4 separate regions of the Macaca mulatta genome follow, and all the other regions are linked to region 1. The links are chromatin contacts, called in public Hi-C maps. All regions are on one chromosome and are shown on one strand. Each heading gives the region's core, a stretch centred on a gene start, on an enhancer-like site or on the middle of the called end of the contact. The rest is flanking DNA. Distances are from core to core; before and after follow the strand shown. Region 1 holds the start of IRF2BP2 (interferon regulatory factor 2 binding protein 2). Region 2 overlaps LOC144340225 (a long non-coding RNA gene). Region 3 overlaps LOC144340223 (a long non-coding RNA gene). Region 4 holds the start of LOC106995129.

Evidence for each region. A called contact is a pair of places that touch in the nucleus more often than the background predicts.
Region 2: a Hi-C map of fibroblasts shows a contact between it and region 1, with 3 times the contacts expected there. The contact joins the enhancer-like site here to the promoter of IRF2BP2 in region 1. A contact is called at or near these places in 4 of 14 Hi-C or Micro-C datasets (fetal cortex germinal zone, fetal cortical plate, fibroblasts and 1 more).
Region 3: a contact with region 1 is called in a Hi-C map of liver, with 6 times the contacts expected there. The contact joins the enhancer-like site here to the promoter of IRF2BP2 in region 1. A contact is called at or near these places in 7 of 14 Hi-C or Micro-C datasets (blood, cortical neurons, fetal cortex germinal zone and 3 more).
Region 4: a Hi-C map of liver shows a contact between it and region 1, with 4 times the contacts expected there. The contact joins the promoter of LOC106995129 here to the promoter of IRF2BP2 in region 1. A contact is called at or near these places in 5 of 14 Hi-C or Micro-C datasets (blood, fetal cortex germinal zone, fetal cortical plate and 1 more).

What each region holds. Positions count from the first base shown.
Region 1 is chr1:14,468,639-14,471,767 of T2T-MMU8v2.0, forward strand. It overlaps IRF2BP2 (interferon regulatory factor 2 binding protein 2), which reads left to right and starts at 1,623. Exons shown (of 2, transcript XM_002808266.4): 1 at 1,623-3,129. The coding sequence starts at 2,315. LOC106995060 (a long non-coding RNA gene) reads right to left here and starts at 2,557. Exons shown (of 9, transcript XR_013411791.1): 1 at 2,418-2,557.
Region 2 is chr1:14,086,874-14,089,918 of T2T-MMU8v2.0, forward strand. The region is part of intron 1 of LOC144340225 (a long non-coding RNA gene); the gene reads right to left. Among named protein-coding and RNA genes, the nearest start is that of TOMM20, 150 kb to the left of the region's middle. Within about 2 kb of position 1,633, at least 22 of the 40 cell types and tissues checked have an H3K27ac peak or open chromatin away from gene starts, as enhancers often do.
Region 3 is chr1:13,992,726-13,995,752 of T2T-MMU8v2.0, forward strand. LOC144340223 (a long non-coding RNA gene) reads left to right here. Exons shown (of 2, transcript XR_013416018.1): 2 at 1-464. Among named protein-coding and RNA genes, the nearest start is that of TOMM20, 57 kb to the left of the region's middle. Within about 2 kb of position 1,601, at least 18 of the 40 cell types and tissues checked have an H3K27ac peak or open chromatin away from gene starts, as enhancers often do. A contact at or near this core is called in fetal cortical plate and liver, where this site is marked.
Region 4 is chr1:14,103,711-14,106,890 of T2T-MMU8v2.0, forward strand. It overlaps LOC106995129, which reads left to right and starts at 1,592. Exons shown (of 2, transcript XR_013416022.1): 1 at 1,592-2,464.

The DNA of each region.
Region 1 (3,129 bases), core at 373-2,872:
GCCATTTTCGAACAGGTTTTTTCATGTGTTTTAAGCAGCTCCCTCCACTGTTTCTCTAAGGGTGTTTTTCCTCTTCCTTGTGGTTAATCCTTTGAAGCAACCTGGTATTTTCAATAGCAACGACTAGAGAGAAACGTCAGCAGGATTTTTTTTTTTCTCTCCACCTACCAATCCAGTTGTAGGAAAGATAATATAATTAGTACCCTGTTCTTCCCACACTTAACCAGCTCATTCCAGTCTCAAGGGAGAGTTGTGGGCCTGTGTTCCCAACAAAAGCAGCCCCAGAGGCCGCCCTTAAAGAGCTGAAGTGTAAAAGTCCCAATTGAAGAGCGACTAAGCCTACGTGTATTAGGGAGACTAACGACCAGCCCAAAGTGATTTACCATAACACACACCAGCTCCTCCTCCCGATAAAAGTGCGAAACTCAAGCATTCAATTCAGTCTGGGCTGAGTCTGAGGCTGCCAACGGTGGCAGAGCTGAAGGCCGCGCGGCTGGGCTGGGCTTACCCCAGCCTGGGTGGCATATAGGGCGCAAGTCTGCCCCCATCGGCGGCCCGCCCTGCGCGACGGCGAGCCAGCCAGCCGGTCGCCCCCACGGCCAGCGGGGACCCCGCGGAGGCGAGCAGGACTTCCCCCCACGACTCGCGCCCGCGCCTCCCGCCACCTCGAGTCCAAGTTCGGGCCCGGGGCGGCGCCTGGACGCCCAGACTCGCCGAAGGGGGTGGGGCCTGCGCTGTGACGCGGTCGCGCTGGCCGTACACCCCGGATCCCTGGAATGTGCATTCGTTCCACGAGGCCCTAGTGCCAGCGGCGCCGAGGCACGTCTGCGCGGAGCGTGCGCACACGCGGCGGCGGCCGCCCACGGTCCCGAGTCCACGTCACGCGCCCGCCGCGCAGACCTACATAAGGCGGCCGGGGCAACTGGCGCGGCGAGGCCCTAGCTGAACAGGGCGGGCTGGACGGGGCTAAGAGCAGCACTTGGTGTTCGCGAGCTGCTAATCCGAACCGCGCTCCCTCCCCTCCAGAGGGCTCCGTGGAAAACGCGCGAGCCAGCTGGCGGCGTGTGCACGTGGTGCTGGGCTTGGGAACATCCAGATTCTCCCTAGTTAGTAAAAGGGGCAGGCGGCGGGTATGTCCTTCCCAAGACAAATGCAAATGCAAAGCACCAGTGACGGATTTCATGCTCTTGTGTCCGACATTGAGCTTTCAAGTATAACTCCTAAAAAACCAGAACTGTGAACCACGCTAGACCTAAAATCCCCATTCTCAGGAGACTGACGGAAACCAAGTGACAAAGTGGCCTTGCATAAAAGAAAAAGAAATGGCTTTTAGCACGATTTGGTCCAGAGGCACACCAGGGGAAAACATCCTGAGGGTGGTCGAGACAGCCGGGTGGGGCGTGAAGTGAGGGAAAGTGGAGGAAAAGCACACGACCACTTTGCGCCGTGTTCCGAGGGGACACCAGCGCTGCGCTGCCGCGCTGCCCCGCGAGCGGGCGGGCGCCACAGAGCCGGCTCTCCCGACAGCGCTCCTTCGGCGCGCAGGGGGGAGGGGAGCGCGCGCGCGGGAGGGCGGGCACGCGCCCGAGGGGAGGGGGCCCGCGCAGGCGCTGTGCGAGACTGTCGAAGAATCAAGTCTGTAGAAGTGGAGCGGCCGCGGCGGCAGCAGCAGCAGCGACGGTGGCGGCGGCAGAGCTGAGGCGGGCTGGCCGCTGACGCTGGCGCTGGAGAGCGGCGACGCCAGGAGCTGTGAGAGAGCGGCGGAGCGACCCGGGGCCTGCGCCGCACCCGAGCTCCACGCCGCCCAGCCGCCGCCGCCCCGGCGCGGCATGCCCCGCCGCTCGGGCTGAGCCTGCCCCGGCGGCCGCCCCCCGCCCCCTGCCCCCCCGGCCTCCCCGCCCCCCGCCCCGCACACTGTGCCGGCCGCCGCCGCGACCTGCTGCGCTCCCCCGCGCCCGCGCGGCCCGTCTTCGCCCCGGTCTGGAGGCCCGCCGCGGCTCCAGCCGAGCCCCCGCCGCCGCGCCCGCCGCACCGCCGCACCGCGCCGCCCGCCCGCGCCCGCGCCGGCCGGGGGGAACTGCTGCCGCGGCTGCAGCCCCTCGCCTCGCGCCCGCCGCCCCTCGTGCACCGGGGGCGCTGCGCGGGCGCCGAGCCTTCGCGGGCTTTGCCGCCGCCGCCGCCGCCTTTGCGGCCGCCGCCGCCGCTGGTGGGGGAGACGCGGGGTTGGGGGGGGAGGAGGGCGCGCGTGGTGCCGGTGGGGGGCGGCGGCGGCGCCCCCTCCTCCTCCTCCTCCGGCGCCGCGGGCTCCTCGGACATGGCCGCGGCGGTGGCGGTGGCGGCCGCGTCCCGGCGGCAGTCGTGCTACCTGTGTGATCTGCCCCGCATGCCCTGGGCCATGATCTGGGACTTCACCGAACCTGTGTGCCGCGGCTGCGTCAACTACGAGGGCGCCGACCGCGTCGAGTTCGTCATCGAGACAGCGCGGCAGCTCAAGCGGGCGCACGGCTGCTTCCCGGAGGGTCGCTCCCCGCCCGGCGCCGCGGCCCCGGCCGCCGCCAAGCCGCCGCCGCTCTCGGCCAAGGACATCCTCTTGCAGCAGCAGCAGCAGCTCGGCCACGGCGGCCCCGAGGCGGCCCCGCGCGCGCCGCAGGCCCTGGAGCGCTACCCCCTGGCGGCCGCGGCCGAGCGGCCCCCGCGCCTCGGCTCTGACTTCGGCGGCAGTCGTCCGGCCGCGAGCCTGGCCCAGCCGCCGACGCCGCAGCCGCCGCCCGTGAACGGCATCTTGGTGCCCAACGGCTTCTCCAAGCTAGAGGAGCCTCCCGAGTTGAATCGCCAGAGCCCGAACCCGCGGCGCGGCCACGCGGTGCCGCCCACCCTGGTGCCGCTCATGAACGGCTCGGCCACGCCGCTGCCCACCGCGCTCGGCCTCGGCGGCCGCGCTGCCGCCTCCTTAGCCGCGGTGTCCGGAACCGCGGCCGCCAGCCTGGGCTCCGCGCAGCCCACCGACCTGGGCGCCCACAAGCGGCCGGCATCCGTGTCGAGCAGCGCGGCCGTGGAGCACGAGCAGCGCGAGGCAGCAGCCAAGGAGAAGCAACCGCCGCCGCCTGCGCACCGGGGCCCGGCGGACAG
Region 2 (3,045 bases), core at 383-2,882, 380 kb before region 1:
TGGCCAATGTGTGTATATTTTCTGATCATAAGTATGCTTCATATGTATTGTAGGCAATTTTAAGAAATACAGAAAATGTGAGGAAAGTAAAAATCATCCCCAAATCCCACTCTGCAGAGGTGACCACTGTCAACGATTTGATAAGCCTCCAGGTGTCTCTTCTATGAATATGCATTCACAACAACATTTGTACATAAATGGGCTGCACATATTCTATCAGCTCCTATTTTTCATCTATCAGAATGATCCATGTGAATATCTTCCTATGGCTTTGGATGTAGATTTCCAACACTATGTTTAATGGTTGTGTAGTGTATGATTAAACATATTATAAGTCACTGACTCAATCACATCTAGGTTGTTTCAGCTTTATTTATTTTTTAGATTTATTTGCCACACTGTGATGACTATCTGTGCATTTTTTTCTAGTGGCTCAACTGAGAATAAATTCCTAGTTTTAAAATTAATAAGACAAAGGGTACTCACGAATAATTTTAATGTACAGGGTCAAATTTCTCCTAGAAAATGTATAACACTAAACATCTACCAATAATAAGGAGAGTTCCCGTTTCCACACACTCTGGTCAACACTAGCCGTTGACAATATTTAAAGTTTTGGCCAATCTGATAGGTTAAAACTGATGTTTTATTGTTGTATTGATTTGCCTTTCCTAGATCATTTTACTTTTGAATGGTACTGTTTATGGTTCAATAGAGGCAAAAATAATGACTTCATATGAGCGTATCATTACTACATGAGGAACTAAGACTGGCATGAAGGCAGACGTATGTTATTCAGAGAGCCATGGAGCCAGGTGCCCAGCACCGAAGAGTTTGATGACTATTTGAGGGTAATAATATTTTGTTGATTGATTTATGGACTCACTGGTAACTACTTTCAGGAACTGATTGAATGACATCTAGAAGCCTACATGGCTCTGGTTATAAAGGATGACAGGATGACATTTGCCTGTAACTGCAAGGCCACTTGCAGGCAGAATGCACTTCCTGTGTCTTGTTGATGTCTGTGCAAGATCCACCTGATCTAATCTACCTGACCTCCCTGGCGCAAGGGACCTTCTTGCTTCAGCCCCTCAAGTAGCTGGGACTACAGGCATGCACCACCACGCCCGGCTAATTTTTGTATTTTTAGTAGAGACGGAGTTTCACCATGTTGCCCATGTTGGTCTCGAACTCCTGGACTCAAGCGATCTGTCTGCCTCGGCCTCCCAAGGTGCTGGGATCACAGGCGTGAGCCATGGCGCCTGGCCTCCCTTGGTCTTGAACAGGTCTCCCCATTTCTTTCCCTCCTGGGATAGGAAGATGACAGCTTCACTTCAGCCAGTGTCATCAAGAATTTCTCTCCCTTCGGGATTGGAAGGTGACAGCTTCATTTCAGCCAATGCAACCAAAAGAGCCTTTGGAAAAGTCAGAAGATGCCTAATGCTGCCTGCGACCCAGTGCAAGGGGGAACTGGAAGCCCCCGGGGACGATGGTGTGGAAACTGAGAACATGGGGCGGCAACTCTGCCCTGCTGGCCTCCGTGGTGGACTCTTGCTATGATGACCAGCCAGGGTGGGAGAGGCCCGCTGCAGGGAGCTGCTCCTTCCAGGGCTGGCGCGCAGTGGTTTCCTGCCTTGCTAAATGGCCGTTGCTCGGTGGTGATGATTCATGGCATTTGGAAAGTGTGGCTGTGTTCTGAACAGGGAAGTGAAAAATAACACAGCCAAGGTCAGTGCAGGACAGGATAGGGGCTGTTACAAAATGTGCAGTTTTACTCTGAAAAATGCAGGGGGTGGGGAGCCACAGCCACAGTCAACCCGGTCCTGGCGGTTCACGCCGTGTGCGTGGGGCCCTGCTTGCTCTCCTTTAGAGCATCAACTTTTCCGAGTGTCAGTCACTAATTTGTCCCTTGGAAGCGGCTGCTGGTCTTGGCTGAGTGGCTGTGGGTAGAAGGAAGTGGATCAGTGATTCAGTGAGTGTCTGCTTCCTCTCTGACTCAGGATTGGATCTGTTTCTGAGGGTGGTGCCAGGGGGCACAGTGTGGCTTTAGCTAGATTCTTTGAACTTGGAATCAAACCTGAGGCTCTGACCCCTTGTAGCCACTGGCCCTCCCTTGACCCCTTTGGATGAGTGAGGGGGCTCAGCTGGGCCCTATGACCTTGCTCCACATTGAGTAAGCCCTTCTGACCCGAGGCCTTCCTGTGGTTTCCGCTGAGAGAGGCTAGTGACATAGAGAGCTGAGGCAACTGCTGGATCTGTGCCTGCCTCAAGGGCTCCCACCTTTTTGGGAGTTGCATTTGGGTGAGCAGCATGGTTCTGAGGGGCTCCACCTAGGCAGGTGCTAGACTGATGGAGGAGGTAGTTGAAGGAGGAGGTAGTTTTCTTGTGGTCCATTTGTCCATTTAGCCAGTGATACGATAGGAGAGGGTCAGGTGGGGAGCTGAGACATTCCGAAGTGAAAAGTCAGGATTGGTTTTTTATTCCAGAGCATGGAGTTTTCCAAGGATCTGTCGCTAGTGTGCCGTCTGAACAGCCATCGCTGCTGACACCTAAAACCTGTTCTAAGAAACACTCCAATTATTCAGATAATTGCTTGTGCCTAAGACTGTATAACCCTAAGAGTGGAGTGCAGGCTTGATAAAGAGTTGGAAGCCCTCTGGAAAACTGCTACAGGTGTTCTGTGTTCCGATGCCCTCCATCACCTTGCACAGTGGTCTCTTCTTCCAGCCCATTCTCTCCCATTTCCTCTTTTCTCCCTCCATCTCCTCCCATTTCCTTGGCCAGAGCAGAGGCTCGGCTGGTCTAGTTCCGGTAGGATGGCCGGCATCTGATCACCGCCCCATTCAACAAGGACTTGAGAGCTTCTCGAGAGAGAAATGCAAGTCAAACCAGCCAGGGCTTTTAAAAGGGGGCTTTGTGTGACCCCGGATACCTGCAACTCGGAGCCAACACTGCCATGTGCTCTCTCTTTTCTCACACCTCAACTTCCTCCAAGTGCTGATCTAAATCTCTTTGCTAAGCTTCCTCTCCATGGCAGGTAAT
Region 3 (3,027 bases), core at 351-2,850, 480 kb before region 1:
GCCACCATGCCTGGCTTTTTTTTTTTTTTTTTTAATCTCTTCAATAAATACATACTTCAAAGCTACTGTGCTCAAGGCACTGTGCCCAGTCTGGGCACCTTCGTGAACAAGACAAGTGCCTGTCTTCATGGAGTTTTCATTCTAATGGGGAGTGATCGACATAGGCCAACTCACCCTGCAAATAACTTTTGCTTCCAGTGATGCCTCCAGCAATGAAGGAATGGTGCAGATTGCTAAGAAGGGGTACAGCAGGGAAGCTGACTTAGTCTGTGGGAGTGGGTAGAGGGTCCCTGGGATTGCCGCCTCACCTCTCGGGGCCTTACCTGTGAAATAGGCGTACCACCATTTGCTTCACAGGGCGACCACGAGTAACGGGTAAAATAATGCCTGAGAAAAAGCACTTTGATTCATGCTGTCTACGTCATAATTCCTTCCTAATAAAATCTTCAGTGACTAATCTCTCATATCTATGTTTTCTCTTCTCCTTTGAATAGTGTGATTTCATAATTCAACCTTGCCTGGACAAACAGGAAAACCCATTCCGAATTCCAAACTGGCTTTAGAAACATTTTCTTGGAGGGTGATGGGAAGTGGGGTGGGGGTTTGGGAAGGGACGCTCTCCCGGCTCTTTCGTTGCTGTCTGGTTGCCAACTTCAGTTCCCCTGCGGATGGCTTGTGAAGAGCGCGCATCAGGGGACATGCCCTCATCCTCATACTCCGGGTGCCGCCCACCTGAGACCGCTGTGTCCTCTGGCCACAGCTTCTCAATACTCTGTCTACGGGGAAATATTTTAAAGACTCAGGAAGTGAACTCATTTAAAAAAATGTCCTCCCCCTGCTTTTCCAAAACAGTGCAGCCTTCCTGGAAGAAAGCAAACAAAACAAGTGTGGCTGTTTAAAAAACGATTGGAAAAGCCATTCTGAACAGTGTGAGTTTGCACGGCTCTCCTGGGCGGATGTGTCACCCTCGGCTGGGCTTACTCTCTGGCGTCTGCATGGAGAGGAGGCAGGGCTGCCCACGCAGTCTTCTCAGAGGAGGCAGCTGATGGCTGAGTGGGGCCTGGAGACCAGTTCCCCCCAAACAGCCACGGGCACTTCACACTTGCAGACCTCAAACACACAGACAGACGCGGCTGTGAGTCCACATGCGTGTGCGTGAGGCCGCGTCCAGCTGAAATTAGCACAATGATCTAATCGCCGCCAAAGCGCGGACGACTTCTGCTCTGCATGTGGTGACTATTTTGGGTTTCTAGGTGTTCGCATGTGATTTGTGGCATTCGCAGTGTTGTTATTAATAACACCGTTGGCTGTGTGGAGGCTGAGGATGAAGCCTTTTCATTTCAGCCATCTGGTCAGAATGCTTCTCCTTTGATGAGGGAAAAAACCTTTGCTGTGTTTCAACTGGAACACTGCCTCCCAATTAAGGTGACAGCAGATCGCCGAGTCGCCCTGTCTTTGCAGGAAGAGCCAGCCAGGCTCTACGTGCTGCTCTGTCCGGGAGGGAGAACGCCTTTCCTATCGACTGTGGCTTGGTATGCAGTTCAGGCTCTGGCTTGAAGGGACGCTGGGCCAGGAAAGCCAGCATGTGGTGTTTACCGGGTTGGCTGGCTTGGCGCTCAGGTTTTCCACTGTCAGGCAGTGACAGCGCTGCTCCAGACGCTCTCAGGAGACGTTCCCCTGCTTTCATAACAACGAAGGGCTTTTTTGTTTTCTGACTCATCTTCAGAAGATCTCCCCCCACTTCGTTTGAAAGTAAATATAATTAGTAACAGGCAGACATACTGTATATAGCCAGCCCTGCCTATGCGAGAGAGTTATAATTAAACCTGCATGCTGTCTGCTGTGCACTGTCGGCGAAAGGCCTTGCTGAAGTCCCCTGTAGGGAGAGGGTTTATCTTGAAGCAGCAGCCTGGGGTGGGTGCTGCAGAGAGAGAGAGAGGCCTGTCCCACCTTTGAGTCCAATGTCCAGTCCAAAGCTAAGACTGAGCTGTTGACCAAAGGGGAGGTGTGCCCATGGGCCCTCAGCCTGCCTTCGCCTTGGTTCTTCTCCGTTCTCAACCTTGGGCAGCCCTGGGGGACCCTGCGTGGTCAGGGTTGGGGCCGGCCCCTCTTGGGGACAGAGTGATGGTGGCCAAGTATGGTTGTCATCGTAACTAGGTGGCTGCTGCCACTGCTGTCGGCTCAGGAGGCACCTGCCTGCCTGCAGGTTACGATCTGCCCTCCCCAGGCTGGGGAGCCAAGACCACGCCTTTGTTCCCAGCTCCCTGCCCGGGATGCTGGCAGCAAAATCTAAGCCCCGCCCTGCAGGGCAGGAGCTCAGGTAGGTTACCCCAGGTGACCCTCGGCCCTTCTTCCTGGCTAAGGGTAGGTTGGGTGTTTGGAGGCCACTGTCCAGGCCCATAGAGAGCTCAGATTCTGCTGAAACCAGCGGCTCAGGCAGCCCCAGGAACACGCACACACCTTGTGGGCAGATTCTGGGACCGCAGCATGGCCAGCGGGCTTGGTGACACAGGCTTGCAGACACAGGAGAAGCTGCTGTGCCTCCCGCCCCTCCAGGGGGTGCGGCGGTGACCGGATGACTAGTTGGCACAGCACTTTCTTGGCCTGGATCAAATGCAACAGGCGTCATCTGAGCCCCGGGCACCTTTCCCCAAGTTGCTCAAAGTGTTTTCCGAGCAAACAGTTGTTTCATAACACCCGTGAGAAGTAGGTGGGGTGACAAAGCATTCTTTGTCCCTGTCTTGCAGATGGGGGAATTGAAAAGCTGCCGGTCCTGGTGGTGAGGCCAAGAAAGGGAGAAGGTGCTCTCCTGCCCGGGGCTCTGGGCGTGGACTGCCGGGGCCAACTCGTGCCCCGTCACCAACTCCTGTGGAAAGTGGGGCAGCCCCAGCAGAGAAGGAGGCCAAAAGTGGAAGAGGCCCAGGGCTTTTCCCTTAGCACTGGAGGCCTCAGATGCAATGGCAGGAGCTCGGCCGTGGGCCTCACTGTCTGAGGTGTTGAAACTGGCCATTGGCAACTCGAGAGTTG
Region 4 (3,180 bases), core at 342-2,841, 360 kb before region 1:
TACAAACATTAGCCACTTGTGGTGGTAGGCGCGTGTAATCCCAGCTACTCGGGAGGCTGAGGCAGGAGAATTGCTTGAAACCAGGAGATGATGGAGGTTGCAGTGAGCTGAGGTTGTGCCACTGCACTCCAGCCTAGACGACAAAGAAAGACCCTGTCTCAAAAAAGAAAAAAAAAAGTTTAAAATGGGCTTTAAAAGTCTGGCTTACAGTCTGGGTGTAGTGTCTCACACCTGTAATCCCATCTCTTTGCGAGGCTGAAGTGGGCAGATTGCTTGAGTACAGGAGTTCGAGACCAGCCTGGGCAACATGGTGAGACCCTGTCTCTTTAAAAAAAAAAAAAAAAGAAAAGGACTTGCTTACAATATCTCTCATACTTGTAATTGTAGTTGGAGGTCATACCTTCAAGAATAACTACAAAAGCTTTTATTTTTTTTTGTAATAAAAAACCAAATCAACAAAAACTATTCTTCCAGACAACCTCTATAAGCATTCCAAACTAAAATTGGTGAGATTCCCTTCAGAATATTTTGTTGTTCCAAATAAAGAAATTCTGTAATATAAAGAGCTTTTTATAGACACAAGTATAAGGTGATGCCTTATGCTTGCCCATCCATCCTATTTTTCTCCATGCTTTGCTGATCTGAGTAGACAAGGTTGGTAATGACCCCAAATGGAACACTTCTCTAAGTGATGGGAGGATCTCATGCGGTGTCCTTCATCAGAAGTACCCATTACCTAGTGCCCTTGTTGGCACTGGAGCTGGAAGGCTCAGGATAGCAGGGAACAGGCAGCGCACAGTTCTGGAAGCAGGCCTGGTGGCAAGGGCCTGGGTATGGAGTGTCAGTGGTGGCAGAAGAGGGGAGAGTACTGTTTTCTTCATTCGTTAATGCCTCTCCCCTGGAGGGAGGGCAAGACCCATGGTCTACACAGCCAAAGTGAGAGGGTGGTTGAGCAATTCTCCAGCAAACTCAGGCAAGGTCAGGCAAGCATATTTAGGCCTAGGAGTCCTGGTTACCACAGCCTAAAGTGATAGGAACAGAAAGTGAAAGGAACAGAAAACCAGTCCGTATTTGTTTTATGTGAATTTTGTAGCAATTGCTTTCCCAAAGGAGGAAAGAAAACGTTATTCTTTTTAAAACACGGTTGAAGAAGAGGATGCTTTTCCTATGGACATGGTAGGCCATTTACCGACGAGTTATTATGATAAAAAATACCTACTGAGCCTGTGTGGGAAGCCTGGAATTCTTTTACTTTACTGTATTTTCCTCTAAGGATATATTGCGTTATTCCACAACAGGCTGGTCACAATCTTTGAGAGATTTACTTCTGAGACTTTTTGGTGTGGCTTCATTCACACTTCACATTTCATAAGAGAGACAATTTTGACTACTTTGAAAGAACCCTCCCTCAAACATAAACATCACAGCATCCTGACTTTAGAGTGTCTATCTCAACATTTCAGTGCTAGAAGGTTTTTTGGAATGCAGACAAATAAGATAAACAAAATCCCAGTGTGCTTAAACTGAGAGCAAGTTCTTTTTTGGAAGATGTGTGTGTGTGTCTGTGTTTTGATGAGCTAAGTGTTGATTGTAACCCAAAAAGAAGGAAAAGTGTGAGATTAGATAAGTGTCTGCTAGATTCATTATTGCCATGTGCATTCTGTGAAATGGGCTTAGAGGTCACTGGTTGTAGCTGCAGGATAAAGTTCAGTTGTTTATTCTCAGTCTGATTGGGCCACCATTGAAAACAGAGTGTGAACTACTGTCCAGAAGCCCTCTGTGAACTTCAGGTCTGCCTTAGGAGGGACGCTTCCAGCGAGCGAGCGCGTGATGAAGTGATGAAGTCTGCAGGCATTGCTTGGGCAACGCCAAGTGGCCACTGGCCAGGGTAGAAGTTAAACCAGGAGATGGCTGTCAAATGCAGTTGTTAGGTTTGGCACATCTTTCTCAAACTGCTGAGCTGAGCAGGAAAGAGAGACGTTTGTTTGTGGATTTATCTCATCTATAAGACACTCTGATAGATGAACTCTGTATCAGTTCTATGTAGAACTCTGCATCAGTTCTATAAGGCACTCTTTAATCTGAATCTTTCTATTTGCTCAAGAGAAAAACAAGTCTGACTTGCATCCCATTGAAGATTTAGATTGGACAGTTTACATCTTTCACCTGCGCCCCCGTAGCGTCCTCTACTGATGCTGTCCTACATTGATTTTTCCAGCAACCTGGGAAGTAACCTCATAGGTGGTTTGGGATGTCTTTTGGCTGTGCTTAAAAATTTCCGACAGATTTGCTGCACATCTTAGGATAAATATGTTTCCTGTGAATTGTGATGATTTCTTACACTACATTTGCAAGCATGTGTATGCATCTGCAGGAAACATAGCCTGGCTCTGTGAAGGAATACTGCTGCGACCGCAAAACTGTTTCTGTGGAATTTTCTCCGGTGTGGTCATCCTGCCTTCAGGTCAGTGAATAGATGGTGTTTGAACAGTGTCTGGCACAGATACTTTAACCTTAAAGCTTAATGTATAACTGGTATTTTTTCCCCTTCTGTGTCAGCAATTGGCAATGGGACACTGTAAATAAGGATTCTGGTTTGTAAATGGACGTCTGTTCCTCCAGGGGAGGGGAAGGCTGGAGTAAGCAGTTTTGAAATTCATGCTGCAAGTGATAAGATAATTTGAGTAACCTGTAAGACCTGTGGATTCACAGGTTTCAAAAACAGGAAAGTCTCTTGTTTGAAAACCCTCTAAAGCAACATGTGGGCTTAGAAAAGAAGCCGGCTTGTGGTTTGGTGATTGTACTTCCTTATTGATATAATGGCCGCTGATGCAAGGCCTCCTGGGATTGCAGCGTGGTGACCGCAGGCCTGACGGTTATCCTGACTGGGTTCTGAAACAGCCCGGGGCTTTCAGCACAGATGAGAAGTCTAAAAATTTCCCTTTTCATTTCCTCTCTTGTGTGACTTTGTCATTTTTTTAAAAACTGGTCACAGAAAAGGGAATTTTGCCCATGCTTTTAAGGAGTTTATCTCGACTGAGTAGCTTCCCCACCACTCCTCTAAAATCCCTCCCCAAAAACCCCAAGTTAAAAAAAAAAGATCTATTCTTGTAGATTTTTTTTGTGTGGGCCTATGTTTCATTCATCTGCTTTTAGGCTGGATTTATAACAAGCAGATCT